Linked DNA regions of Danio rerio: region 2 is linked to region 1. The links are chromatin contacts, called in public HiCAR-type maps. All regions are on one chromosome and are shown on one strand. Each heading gives the region's core, a stretch centred on a gene start, on an enhancer-like site or on the middle of the called end of the contact. The rest is flanking DNA. Distances are from core to core; before and after follow the strand shown.

The links. HiCAR-type assays count read pairs that join an accessible place to other places.
Region 2: a contact with region 1 is called in a HiCAR-type map of caudal fin, with 7 times the contacts expected there. The contact joins two enhancer-like sites. A contact is called at or near these places in 3 of 18 Hi-C or Micro-C datasets (hematopoietic stem cells, skeletal muscle and an unstated tissue) and 1 of 4 datasets of contacts at active chromatin or transcription factors (caudal fin).

Annotation. Positions count from the first base shown.
Region 1 is chr9:32,541,407-32,548,683 of GRCz12tu, forward strand. LOC101887159 (a long non-coding RNA gene) reads right to left here. Exons shown (of 5, transcript XR_012385485.1): 5 at 3,146-3,543. It also overlaps a transcript of dachd not described here. Among named protein-coding and RNA genes, the nearest start is that of dachd, 25 kb to the right of the region's middle. Within about 2 kb of position 3,300, at least 7 of the 62 cell types and tissues checked have an H3K27ac peak or open chromatin away from gene starts, as enhancers often do.
Region 2 is chr9:32,757,852-32,765,128 of GRCz12tu, forward strand. The region is part of intron 1 of LOC137496481 (a long non-coding RNA gene); the gene reads left to right. Among named protein-coding and RNA genes, the nearest start is that of gpr18, 11 kb to the right of the region's middle. Within about 2 kb of position 4,395, at least 20 of the 62 cell types and tissues checked have an H3K27ac peak or open chromatin away from gene starts, as enhancers often do.

The sequences.
Region 1 (7,277 bases), core at 2,050-4,549:
AGTCCAGCAGAGCAAACCACGGCCTTTGAAAACACTTGAGCCACGTCAATATAAACCCACACTGCTCATACATTCGTAACACTACAGTCGCAGATCAACTGCTGCAAAATGCTCTTTCCCTTTTATTCCTGCGCATAATGACATAACAGATGTTTATTATTCAGTGGCCGAAATCAGTGAAAGGCTATTGAGACGGTTGTGTTTAAGGCCTCAGTAAAAGTGGAATAATTTGCAAAGTCTTTGAGAATCAACACAATCAGCAGCGGCTTTAATAGCGTTTTAATTAATCTTCCTGAAATTGCGTGCGAGCGTTTAAAAGGAGATCTTCTGGGTGTTATATTGTGTGCGTGAGAGATGCATCTCTGTGATGGCAAACCCAGGGGACACACAGGAGGACAATGCTGGCTCTCTGGAGGATTGGATGTTGCCGAACTGAATGTGAATGCAAAAGAAAACTCGGCAGCAGTGGGGAATAGGGCACAACATAGATTTGTGCACAGAGAGGAAAAAAACAGCACAGAATATGTCCACATTCTTGCTTAAACCTTAAATAGGTTACCTATTCATTATGCTTGAGCAATCTGCTTACTAGATAAATGCTTGTTGCAACTTATTTTAACACATATTTTTACAAAATTGTACAATTTCATTTTTTCCCTCAGTTTTGTAAATATAAAAAAGTCAAATAAACAATTTCTCATTTTACAATTTGATATAAAATTTAGATAATTTTACAGCTTAAACAATGACATATTTAGGGAATAAAATATTTCATAATTTAGATTATTTATTTATTTAGCACATTTTTTTACTATATAGGATCTACTGTATACATCTGATTGATATAGAGATTGATTGCTCAAATATTATTAGTAAATAAGTACTCATTATGCTTGAGCAATTTGCTTACTAGATGCAACTTAAAAACATATCCCTTCCCCCTCCCCCCACAAACAATCTCACAATTTATAATTGGATATTTGTTTTAGACATTTTACAGCTTATACAATTATGTCTTTAGGTACTCTATGATGTATTTTGTATTTTTTAATCCATTTAAAATGTTTTAAAAGATTAGTTTTTTAACACATTTTATTTTGGCATATAAATATTATTTTTTTGCTAAATTGTTGTAAACTATTTAAATGGGCTGAATTTAAACAAACAAAATCAATTTAGTAATCTTAAATTTCTTCAAAAATCTTTAAATTCAGCCCAAATAAATTGTTTGCAACCACTTACCTGAAATATGTAGTTAATCAAATGTATATTTTTTTCAGTGTAGGAGAGGATCTACTGTATACATCTGATTGATACAGAGATTGATTGCTTAAATATTATTAGTAAATATGTTATGTACTCATTATGCTTGAGTGATCTGCTTACTAGATGCAACTTATTTAAAAACATATTTTTCCGAAACTGCAATTTCATTTCCCTCCCCAGTTTTCAATATATCAAAAAGCTTCATTTTAATTAAAGTCATATAATCAATTTCACATTTTATGATTGAATATTAATTTTAGATCATTTTACAGCTTATACTATTATGTCTTTAGGTACGCTATGAAATATATTGTGTTTTTTAATGTATTTAAAATGTTTTCATGATTTAATTTTTTTTATTTGTTTAGCACATTTTATTTTACAATATACACTAAAACAATCGTTGCACAATTGTTAAACAAATGAAATTTAGCAATGTTAAACTAAATTTGTTTGTTTAAATTCAGCCCATATAAATCGCTTGCAGCTACTTTAAATGTAGTAAATCCAATGAAATTTGTATTTTAGTGTAGGAGACGATCTACTGTATATCTGTATAGAGAAATGATCGATATAGAGATTTATTTCTCAAACATTTCTACTTATTGTAAATATAGTATAATTTCCCATGTGTAGCATTTTAATATCTGTATTCATCCACTGTAAAACCCAATAAGTTATGGTAACTCAAACCATTCAAGTAAATCGACTGCAACAAACCATTTAAGTTTAAAAATTAATCCTAATGAGTACTGTGAACTTAATCTATTTAAGTACACAAAGCAATTTGAGTCACACTTTACAATAAGGTTCATTAGTTAATCTTAATATACTAACATGAACAAATAATGAACAATATATTTACTACTGTATTTGTTCATGTTAGTTAACGTTAGTTAATGAAAATTGTTAGTTTGTTAACTCATGGTGCATTAACTAATGTTAACAAGCATGGACTTCGATGTTAATAATGCATTAGTAAATGTTCAATTATGATTAATAAATGCTTTACATGTGTTGTTCATGATTAGTTCATGTTAGTAAATGCATTAACTAATAAACCTTATTATAAAGTGTTACCGCAATTTGAGTTCTGTAAAACCCAATTAGTTAAGGCAACTTAAACCGTTTTAGGAAACCGATTGCAGCAAACCATTTGAGTAAAAAACGAATCTATATGAGTACTGTGAACTTACTCCTTTTAAGTTGAAGTAATGAGGTAAAAAATTAACTCATTATCTTTAACACTGAGTTCAAAACTCTTTTCAAATGAGAATTAACTGTCAGTAAATTTTGAGTTAACTACACTCATTTCATTTGATAAAGTTGATGGTTTTACAGTCCAATGCTTCAACAATGAACAAAACAGCATGTATTTTGAAGAAGTTAAAGTGATATTTCGCTCAAAACTTAAAAATTCTGTTTTCATTTACTCTCCTTCCACTTGTTCCAAACCTGTTTTTTTTCTTCTGTTGAACACAAAAGAAGATATCTTGAAAAAGTCCTTTAAAAAGCTTTATTCAAAAACCTTCTTTAGTATTCAAGAGATAAGATAATTCTAACTGTGTGTGGAAGGTAAAGACAAAATCACCTACAGATTATAAATGTTACTGTAAAAACAACTGAATTTATTTAAGATCGTTATGTGATAGCCTTTTCTGTATTTTAATAATGCGATTTGATTAAGTTTACTGTATTATTTTTTATTTATTCTTTTAAAATTGGGCACATTCCATTACTTTATACAGTAAAATCCATTTTTATGACTGCATTCGGCAATTCAGATTACAGATTATAAAACATCACAGAGACCTAGAAATGCTATTCAGTTGTTTTTTTTTTGTTTTTTTTTTACATCCACCACAAAGAGAAAAGTTACCGGAATGTTTTTTTTATTAGACAAAAAAAGTGCTTTTCTTGTGTGCACTAAACAAAAGCAGATCCATGCAACGTGAGCGTCCACCATGCGCTCCGGCTACACCCCGTCCATTTGCTGCTCGCCTGCTTTTCCTGTTTGGTCTGCTCTCTTTGGTTTGTCCCTTATCTTTCCATCAGTCATTCCTCCGGCTTGATACGGCCCTTTGGCTGTGGCTAGTGTTGTTTGGCACCCTCTCTTTTCTCCCGTCTCTCTCTCTCTCTCTGTGAAAGGCACTTTGTCCTCCTGTGCTGAAGTTTAGAAGCGAGGGAGAAATGTCTTGGCAACACTTGCTGGTTTTGCTGGCGTTACACCTGGACCTGTCCAAGACTTCATCTTCAGGGAGATTAGCTCCTGCACCACTGGACAGATAAAACCATCTTAGTTTATTATGTACTAAACGATAGAATAGATGATAGGATGGCGGTAATTATTATTCTCTACCATTTAAAAAAATCTAATATTTATTTGCATTAGAAAACAACAATATAAATAAAAACACAAAAATGTTGCATTAAAAAACTATTTTGTTGTTGCTGAGGTGGGATGTGGGTATGGTTAGGGACTGTTTGGATAAATAAAACAATGAAATAAGTAATAAATACTATTTATTTTTGAATGCAAATTCATTTACAGAATGTAATTGCAGGTTTAATTCTATGCATATTTTGCATCTGTGTATCGCTACTAAATTTCACAATTATATGGAATATTTTTACTTATATACTATATAACACAATTACTTTATATATATATTTATTATTTTTTATTATTATTTATTTTTTTATTTTTACTATATATAAAGTTGAAGTCGGAATTATTAACCCCCCCCCCCACCCCCCCCCCCCCCCCTGTTTATTTTTTTTTTACCAATTTCTGTTTAACGGAGAGAAGATTTTTCCAACACATTTCTAATCATAATAGTTTTAATAACTAATTTCTAATAACTGATTTATTTTATCTTTGCCATGATGACCGTAAATAATATTTGACTAGATATTTTTCAAGACACTTCTATACAGCTTAAAGTGACATTTAAAGGCTTAACTAGGTTAATTAGGTTAACTGAGCAGGTTAGGGTAATTATGCAAGTTATTGTACAACAATGGTTTGTTCTGTAGAGTATCGAAAAAATACATAGAGGCTAACAATTTTCACCTTAAAAGGGTTTTCAAAAATTAAAAACTGTTTTTATTCTAGCAGCTAAAACAAATAAGACTTTCTCTAGAACTATTCAAAAGGGGGCTAATAATTGCGACTTTATATTAGTTGACAAAAATAAATGTTAATATTATTATAATATAAAAATTATATAAAAATTTACATGTAAAAATATAGAAACAAAAATATCTAATTTATATTACTATAGAGTTGCAGAAGTTGAATAAAAACATAAAATTAATTTTTCTTTTGGGTACTTCAATAAATATTAATGCAAAATAATAATAGAAGTAAAATTCATTCATGTACATTCATACATTCGTTGATAATAACAAATATGTATTTTGAAACCGAGAATCCAAAAAACTAAATATAAAAATATATAAAATAAAAAATATAAATTATAAAAATATATCAAATAAATGTACAAAAATAAAATATGTTATTAAGAAATTGCTAGTACATTTTACCAACAATTCCAATGAAATAATAATATTGACATTAATTATGAAAATGAATAATACAAAATACAAAAAAACAACAATAATTTAGATATAATTTTGTGAAAATCTTTGTTTATTATTTTTATGAACTTTAAACATTACAGAATACATACAGTATTTAAAAAAAGCATGAACTACTGGAAATATAACACATAAACTGTGTCTGCGGGGTCTTAAAGTCTTAAAATGTCTTAAATTTCCAAAACATAATGTCTTAAATTTACTGAAATTGAGTTGTAGGTCTTAGATAATTAACAGGTCTTAATTTTCGTCTATGTAAAGTTACCCAGTCATACCAACCACTCAACAAATAATCTAATCTAAATAAAACTTTTGCTAATAGTTAAATATTTAACTCTATTTACCAATATTGTGTAATTATCTTTCTTACAATAACTTTTGTTTGCATACATTTAGTTTATTATAGTTTTGCAAAGATTTTAACTAGATTTAGCTTGTTTTGACATTTAAAATATGTGGTTAAGATATTACTAAATTAAAATTGTTTCAATGAGGCAACTTAAAATCATTTTTATTGGCCCAACCATGCAACTAGAAAAAAATCCTTAGCTTTTAGCCCTGCGTAAGTCTGGAATTTTCTTCATAATGGTCTTAAAAAGTCTGTAAAACCTGATAAAGGAATAAATTAGGCTTCTATTTTTATTTGAAGAGTTCAAATGCAAAAACCTGTAAATGCTGTTGGAAATGTTCACCTAAAATGAGCATTTTTTAATCAGCCTTCTATGTTTATGTTCAGTTATTTCACTTGAAAGGCAATAAGAACTTGTTCGTCACTATAAAAGTTAAATTACTGAGCCTACACATGGGAGTCAGAGAAAAATGCTAATTTTAGAAGAAAATATCAAGTGAATTTCAGAGATTTTTACATCTAAACTCTTCATTTGTTTTATTTTTATTGTCCTGTACTTTGCATGTACTCTACTGTTTTGTATCACAATCTGCCTAGTATTTTTACACCATATTTATTTAACCTTTAATTAATTCACAGTGATTTATAGCTTTTTAATATGTTTTTTTTTTTCTTATTCAAGATCCTCTGTTTTTCTTCCCTTCAAGGAGTTTCCAGCAGGAAGTCAAAAGTGTATCTGTCTTTTCCATCTTCAGTCCCTGTAGAGGTCACTGTTGCTTGGCACAGCTGAAAAACAACCGAGGCTCAAACGGAAGGTAATTAGATCTAACATTATCTGATATTCACACATGCCGTTACACTTCCACAAAATGATGTCAGATGCAAAAATAACTATATCCCCATATGCAGTAGTCAAGAAACAACTAGTGTACAGTTTTATATGCCTCGAGGAACGTCCCGAATCATCCAGACACGTGTGAGGAGATATTTTATAGTTATGCCATCAGTTTATTTTTGCAAGAGCTCTGTGATGGTAATTGAATTCCTTGATATTTGTGTTTGGGGAAATGATTACAGGCTGTAATTAAGGGTGGGGTTTTGTTATGGAGCTCTGAAATGAGAGGTATTAATTTACTCTGTACTCCACATTTGTTTGTGCTCTTTAATTCTGAAATCCACACACACTCACTCGCATGTCGGAATCAACTCTAAATCATATTTATCGCTGGCAACACACGTCCAGATGGCAGACTCTTAACTGAGCTTGGATTAATGGGAGGACGGGCGAGAACTGCATCAAACTCCTCTTAAGGACCTTTGAAGAACAACATTGCTAATCGCTCATAAGGACGCTGTACAGCATGTTTGTTGGGTAGAAATAAACAAATTATGCTTTGTTTGGAAATACATTGCCAGCTTCTGCGTTTCTAGATGTCAGTAGACCAGCATGTATATGTGTATGTGTGTGTGTGTGTGTGTGTCTGGAGAAATGCAGATGGCCTGGTCCACATAAGCCCTTAGTTAGGATTCTGTTTAAGTGTTAAAATCAATTCCAAGCAAATAACGTGGAAACCTTTGTGTAAGCACTTTTTACACTCTTAATTCTCCCTTGTTAAATTAGCCCCGGTGTCGGAATGATGGGACAACAGATGAGGAAGGAACCTGAACGTGCTGGAGCATCACAAGATTTACAATTTACTACACAAAGTGGTTTTATCTTTAAAAAAATCAATTTAGTTACATACATAATTTATTATATAAAGCATTTTTGTATTTACATTTATATATATTTATAACCCCTCCTGAATTATTAGTCCCCCTGTTTATTTTTTCCCCAATTTTTGTTTAATGGAGAGAAGATTTTTTTCAACACATTTCTAAACATAATAGTTTTAATAACTTACTTATATCAAGTGGTTTGTTTTATCTTTGCAATGATGACAGCACATAATGTTTTTTCTAATAATAATATTTACTTCTGTACAGCTTACATTACATTAGTGACATTAAAAGGCTTAACTTGGTAATTGGGTTAACTAGGCAGTTTAGGGTAATTAGGCAA
Region 2 (7,277 bases), core at 3,145-5,644, 220 kb after region 1:
AAAATAGTTTCAAGATTAAATACTGATTCAAATAATCATATTAATAAAGTAATGAGAAAAAGGATAAACGTTGGTCCATGCTGGGACGGATTGGAAGGTAGAAATCCGATTCCATCAACACACCTGCCAGGAAGTTTCTAGTATATCTAGTAAGAGCTTGATTAGCTGGTTGAGGTGTATTTGATTAGGGTTTTTTTTTTCTCGAGACTTGCGGTCTTATTCACTTACATTAATTTTTAGATGTTATAAAATGGCTTGTTCTGCTGCTTGATGTTAAAGAAAGATGTTTTCTTTTTATATTTTTCTGCTTTGTCTGTAGTCATGCAAACACTTATTTGTAGAGCAAGTACTTTGACTGTTTTCTGCGGTTTATTATTCCTAGTCGATTTCTTCCATAGGCAACTGAATCGAAAGTTCTAAAACAATCGCAAAACCTAGCGCATTTCCGCATTGAAGAATAAGGTTAAGAAAGGTTTTAGTTTTAATCATATTTTAATGAATAATTACAGGCTTGATCATTGGCTTTACTGTATGAATAAGAGAAAGAGAAACCAAATTGTAACTTTTTAAATATATAAGACGATACAGACAATACCAACTCCTGAATTGTCTCATTCATTCATTTCCTGGCACATTCTTTTAGATAAGATCATCTATGAAAGAGAATTTATTGCACCAAACCATTTGTATTTGTACTTGAAATCTCCTGGCAGTAAAAAGGAATCAATCTGAACTTAATGGTGCAGTTAAAAAAAAAGAAAAGGCATTGAATCACTCTGGCCAAACTTGTGTGTTTAACAGGCCTCAGCTACTGTGTAGTCCAGCCTCTAACAAGCCCTGCCATCAGCACTGTAAATTTCCCCAGCTTCAGCCCGGGCGGAAACAGTTGTCTTCTTCAATTACAATTGGAATCAGATGTGCTTGTGTTTTCCAGCCAGGCCTGTGAAGTCTTCAACAGCACTGGCAGCTGCCTTTTAATGAGCATTTATTGTTTCGCCGGCCATGGATACCACTTTTATAGGGTCAGGTTCAAGGCAGAATGATTTTCTTCGCACTGTTTTACAGAAGCGTTTAGAGAGGTTTTTGTGGACTGATGGTTCACTCTCGGCTTCCTGACAGCTGCGTTGGCTTGTTTGGCTCTCTCCCCCATTTCTATTTCTTTTTCTCTTTCCTGAGTTGTTTAATATAGTTGTGTCACAAGAATACGAAGGAGAAGATTAATGGACGCAAAGGATCGGTGGCAGTTGTTGGGAGATGCAGGACAGAGCAGGCCAGCAGCCATCTGTTCTCGCTACCTTTATGGCTCTCTTAATGGAGGACAGGAGACAAAAGCATCTCCGCCACCAGGCAGGCGGTGAGCATTTCTGTAGCGCCACTGTAAACTAATTGTCAGTTCTTTTGACGACGCACAAGCCAGCCGCAGACACGTACGCACCCAAACACAAAGTTTCTCCCAAAAGTCTTTTTACCTCTCAATCAAGCGTGGTTGGGAAGCGTCCAAGACAGTTGCGGCACGTTTAGAGAAAAAACACTATGAGAGGAAAGTGATTAAAAGATCCTCTTGAGGCAAAACAGATCATTCACAGAGACAGGATGGCGCGTAATCAAATTAAGATGAAAATATAGAGATGGCCCTTTGGTCTTTTGAAAAGAAACAGAGATGTTCTCAGAACTTCATCAAGTGTTGGCCCATACTCAAATGCAAATGCAGTCTGGCACTGCTTTCTTCTGAACATCATAATCAGCGCGAGACTTCAGTAGACCTTATGTGGCCTTCAAGTAGAGTAAAAATATTGTAATTATGAGCCGCATGCAGATAAACAAACAAGTGATGTCGTATTTGTGGTTTTTAATTGTCTGTGATACCCAAGTTGCGGCTTGTTTACATGAAAGATGCTGGAAAACAGTTCTGCAGTAAAAAACAGTGAAAGATTTTGTGAATTTAGTTCTATTTCAGTGTATCCTATAGACTTTATTCCTATTATATTTCTGTTTTATTTAAAGTATAGTTTTTATTTCCTTCCGCAGTTGACATTGAAGCTAAATTATCCCATGTGTGGCTGCTGTCATTTTGCATTTGATGATGATGTTGGGAGCATAATGCCGAGTTTAGACTGTGATTTTAGCACCGATTTTGACTCACCGACAGGTTGTGAGAAATCGCCAACAAATGCCTGAAATCAAATCGCTTCTCGTTCACATGAGTAACAATTACAGTGTGAACTACCAAAGATGCGTTCTGAGAGAATCGCAGATGAGTCGTCCACACCCATGAGATATTTGGCATGCAAGATATCTGGACCTGTCGGCGATTTAAATCATGCCGTGTGAAATGTGTTCAGGTTGAAAATAACATTAACAATCACCTACAGCCAATCAGAGATCAGCATCCACTAGTATTGGTATCTGCAGGCCAACTCATTTTTAGTTTATTTTGCCCCGAGAAATGAAGAAAAAAATAGTGTCAATTTGACAGGAGCACCCGTGTCTGTCTGTCCGAGTTGAAAAAAAAAAATGTTATAGGAGAAATTGCTAATTCTTTTTAAAGCCAGTTGAGCAAAATAAGTACATTCTCTACCTGTTTCCATGTCACTTCTCATGTGTGTTTGGTTGTGAGACGTAGTTTGGACAAAGTTGTCGGTGATTCTTCCTATTGTAAAGTCATGCAGTGTGAAACCCCCTTTCGCCGATCCATCTTGCAGTGTAAACAAGGCAGCGGCGAAACGCCTCCCCGGATAGTCATGCAGTATGAAAATATCTGTGACATGACATCATGCAGCCTGAACTCGGCATAATTCTGTTGTGACTTCAACTTAAACGCCCAAACCCAATCACACCACATAATCATAAGATCACACATTTTTATTAATATCTAAAAGCAAACTTGTTTAAAAAAAAACATTTAAACATACCTCAGCATTATAAGAACTACCTAAAATGATGAAAACAATGTTTGGAATAAATTTATTTAATGTTTAACTTTAACATTCTTATCATATACATGGCCCAGACTTGATTTTTGATATATACTGCAACCAGCCACTTGGGGACGCTATATGTAAAATGTTTTGGCTTGACTTTTTAGGACAAGTGAAAACACCTAACCTCAATGATATAAAAGTTGGATATAACACACATGCAAACTGATGTCTCTTTCCACCAATTTAATTAAATGTTTAGAAAAATATATATACACTTTAAAAAATGCTGGGTTTCACAAAATTCATTCATGTTGTCCAAACATATATTAAGTTAACTTTACACTTTTAACAAATTTATGTGGATTGAACCATAAAAAATGTAGTTGTCTCAGTGAAATCTCAAGAATTGTGTTTCAGCTCATTTCAAATAAGTAGTTTGAACAAGCAAAAAAAAAAGTGTATATTATTTGTAACACCAAAATCTGCAACATATTTTTAGGTCAAAGGTGCAATCAAAATAAAAAATAAAGAAATTCCCTACAAATTCAAGATAACATTCAAGACAACTAATCTAAGTGATTGAAGCTGTTACTATTGAAGTCAATTTTGAAAAATGAAGAGACAATATTTAGTTAGACTATTTAAAAAAATTAACTTTTGAATTCTGTATACATTTCACTGTATTTTCACAATTTATCTTACATAGAGTAACTTACTTTAAGTTATATACACAAGATCTTTAAATTAGTTTGTTCCATTCCATTCTATAGACCATTTCAATGTGGTCATGTCATACTGTAGGCCCATGAAAATTTCCTGGTTGCTTTTAAACTACTTCATTACTGAAACAAGAGGGAATTCAATAATAACTTTATGTTAAAACACGTGCCAAAGGATCATTTACAAATATGTGGACGTTTTTGGATTCTCGGAAGCTATGGACATTAAAAATGTAAAACAGAAAATAGTTAGGACCTTTTTCATTGTTTACATCCCTCAAAATGTTGCATCATTTAATTCAGATAACACTGAGCCCAAATACTACAGAAAAACCAAACAGGCTATAGTTGGTTACTTTCAGTGTCAGTCAGACTTTCTCTCCTCAAGGTGCAGTGAAGTCTAGACTTTATTATTAGTCGAAAGTAAGGCTTTGTGAAATGAAATAGACCTAAAGAAACGTAACTCTGATATTAGAGGCAAATAAAAGGCCTTTTAGTTTCACATGAGCTTATTCTCATTGCACAAACCCGTCTTATGTTAAACAACAGCCTCGCTTTTCTCTGGCGGTGCCGACATCTGTAAAGCAAAATGAAGTTTCCTCTCTGAGTATCAATCTTGTAATTGAGCTCTCGGAGGCCGATACGTGACGCGCACACACAAGAACCCTCCCCGCTGTCAGATCCCTACACACGGCTGCCCCGCGCTGTCACACTGAAGTGGTCTCCTTTTCTCTCCTCTCTCTCTCTCTCTCTCTCTCTCTCTTTCACAATCATTCTTCTGTCTGCGGCTCCCTGGGCCCTGCAGTGGGAGTCCGCCCGCGCACTTAACGCGTCAGGTTTCAATTATTTTGAATACCAAAAACCTTCCCATAATGAGGCATGACACAGACATGTAGTCGAATTTTAAATTGGATTTAATTGTTTTCTCAGTTGCAACTTCAGTGGGACGGGGGATGGATTGAGAGAGGAAGAAAGAGGGAACGGAGAGCGAAAAGTGGGTGGGAGAAAGACAAATTCAGCGAGCGAAGGAAACTGACGAAAAAAGACAGGGCAAAGTCTCTGATCTGTTTCTTAACACAAATCTCTCTTTGTAAGCTCTAGCAAGGGCCATGTTTGGAATTACAACTTTCATGTCTTTTATCCCTGTTGTAATTCCGCCTCGCGTGTTCTGCTGGTGTGATACGATGGATCATGGGGAAGTTTAAGTGAGACTGAATTAAATATTTAACCGATCCGACACAAGGCCTGTCTGCTCCACAGTGCCGCTACAATTAAACCAGGGTGCCGTGCTTTCACGTGCAACACTCGATCCCTGCTGAACGCTGTCAGGAACATGCTACTTTACAGACTTAAAATAAATCTTGTCCTAATCTATTGAAAAACCTGACAAGTGGAGCCCAAGGTTTCAAGGCACTTAGCTGAGTAGTGTAGAAAAAGGACTGTACATTATTTATGCCCTCTAATGGTGCTGCTATTCTCTGCGTGTGAATCAGCATCAGGCTTGTCCGCTAAAATAGCCGCCGCTGTAATCAAAGCCATATGTTTTCCTCACCTTTCCTCTACTAACTGACGGGTCAATGGGACTTGTCTTTTGCATTGAACGCATTTTCTCTGGGAGATCACAGCTTATGATATGGATTAAAGAGCGCAAGGTCTTTCTCCCCACTTCTGACCAGACAAGATCTTAATGCAAAAGCCAGTAAGGGTAAATACAAGCACCGCAGGGAACCGCATGAGGCGTTTTCTGAGATTTCTGTGGCTGTAGAGATAATGAAGGGCACCATCCAATCGCTGTCAAACACCATTATGCACCTCAATTCATTAGGCCAATATGCCACTTTTGGCATGGTTTTTGGATAAGATATGGGTTTTTTTTTCTCTCTGCTTGGGGATGTCTGGGAATTCCAGACCAGATTCTTTAAAAGCTTGACCACATGGTGCAAAATGCCCCTGCATAAGTATGATAAAACTCTGCATAAAAATTTGTTGGTTTAGAGGTTGATATGTTGGCTCAGTGGTTAGCCCTGTCACCTCACAGCAAAAAAAATCACTGATTCGAGCCCCAGCTGGGCCAGTTGGTGTTTCTGTGTGGAGTTTGCATGTTCTCCCAGGTGCTCCGGTTTGCCCCAGAGTCTAAAGATGCGCTAAAGGTGAATTGGCTAAGCCAAATTGTTCTTAGTGTATGTGTGTGAATGTGAGAGTGTGTGGGTGTATCCCAGTGCTGGGTTGCAACTTAAAAAGCATCCGCTGTGTAAAACATATGTTGGATAAGTTGGCGGTTCATTCAGCTGTGGTGATCCCTGATGAATAAAGGAACTAAGTCGAAGAAAAATGAATTAATTTGGTAGTTGTAATACAAATTTGAGGTAATATGATGAAAGACCTCTGTAGGGATATTTTGTAAAAATACCTAATAATATTTCAGGACATTTCTTAGCTACTTACTTTAGCTTTAAATTACTATAAATAATAAAATTACTAAACTTTATTTTTTAAATTAAAACATAAGGTTGAAGAAGGTTGCTGGTTCGAGCTTTGGTTGGGTCACTTAACTGTTTCTGTGTGGAGTTTGCATGTTCTCCCCGTGTTCGCGTGGATTTCCCCCGGGTGCTTCGGTTTCTCCCACAGTCCAAAGACATGCGCTATAGGTGAATCGGGTAAGCTAAATTGTCCATAGTGTATGTTTGTGAATGAGTGTGTATGGATGTGTATGGATGGGCACCACTGCGGAAAGCATATGCTGGATAAGTTGGCGGTTCATTCCGCTGTGGCGGCCCCTGATTAATAAAGGGGCTAAGCTGAAAAGAAAATGAATGAATGACTGAGCAATCTTTTTAAAAACCATTAGGCTGTGTAGTGAGTGATTGAGTGATTAAATATAAATCTGTTATTTGAATATACACCCCAAATAGGTAGAAAAGATCTGTTGCAACCTTCATCATATTACTTATTACAACCGTTTTTTCACATTAATTGTACTTCAGTCTTTAGAACAACACAATAGTACTTGTCATTATGAACAATTGTGAATCATGTCTGATGAAACTGCCTATTTTTTATTGGTTATGCCAATATTTTCGATAAGGATGCTGAGTCATAATCACACAAGTCTGGAGTTCAAACATGTTCACTGTTAAGCCATTAACATGAATCACATTCCTCTTGAGTAGTCAGAGGAAGCTAGTCAGACACTACCAGTTCCAGTCATGTTTTTTATATGATTTGTGAATTTGGCTCTAGTATAAGTGCTCACGAACAGTAGAATCCCATTATAATTCCCATATCACAATATAAAACTGCAACAGCTGAGGCATAAAAACAACACCGTACGAACTTCATTGAAGTCACTAGAGACGCGGTGGAGCAATATCCCACCAAACACACACCGCGGGCCCACTCTGATCATCACTTGATAGTGTGCTGACAAGCAAACTCTATTAAGCTGTCTTCAAATATGCAAAATGATATGATTTTACAATGATTACATATTCACTTCCCAGCTGGCTGGCTCCGTGCAACTCCATTTGTCATTGACTATTGTGTCCAATTATATGATTAGCTCCAAACACTCCGCCACTTGGAGAGCTCTCGTGTGTTCCAGTGCACTGACTGATTCACAAACAAAGTCATTACAACA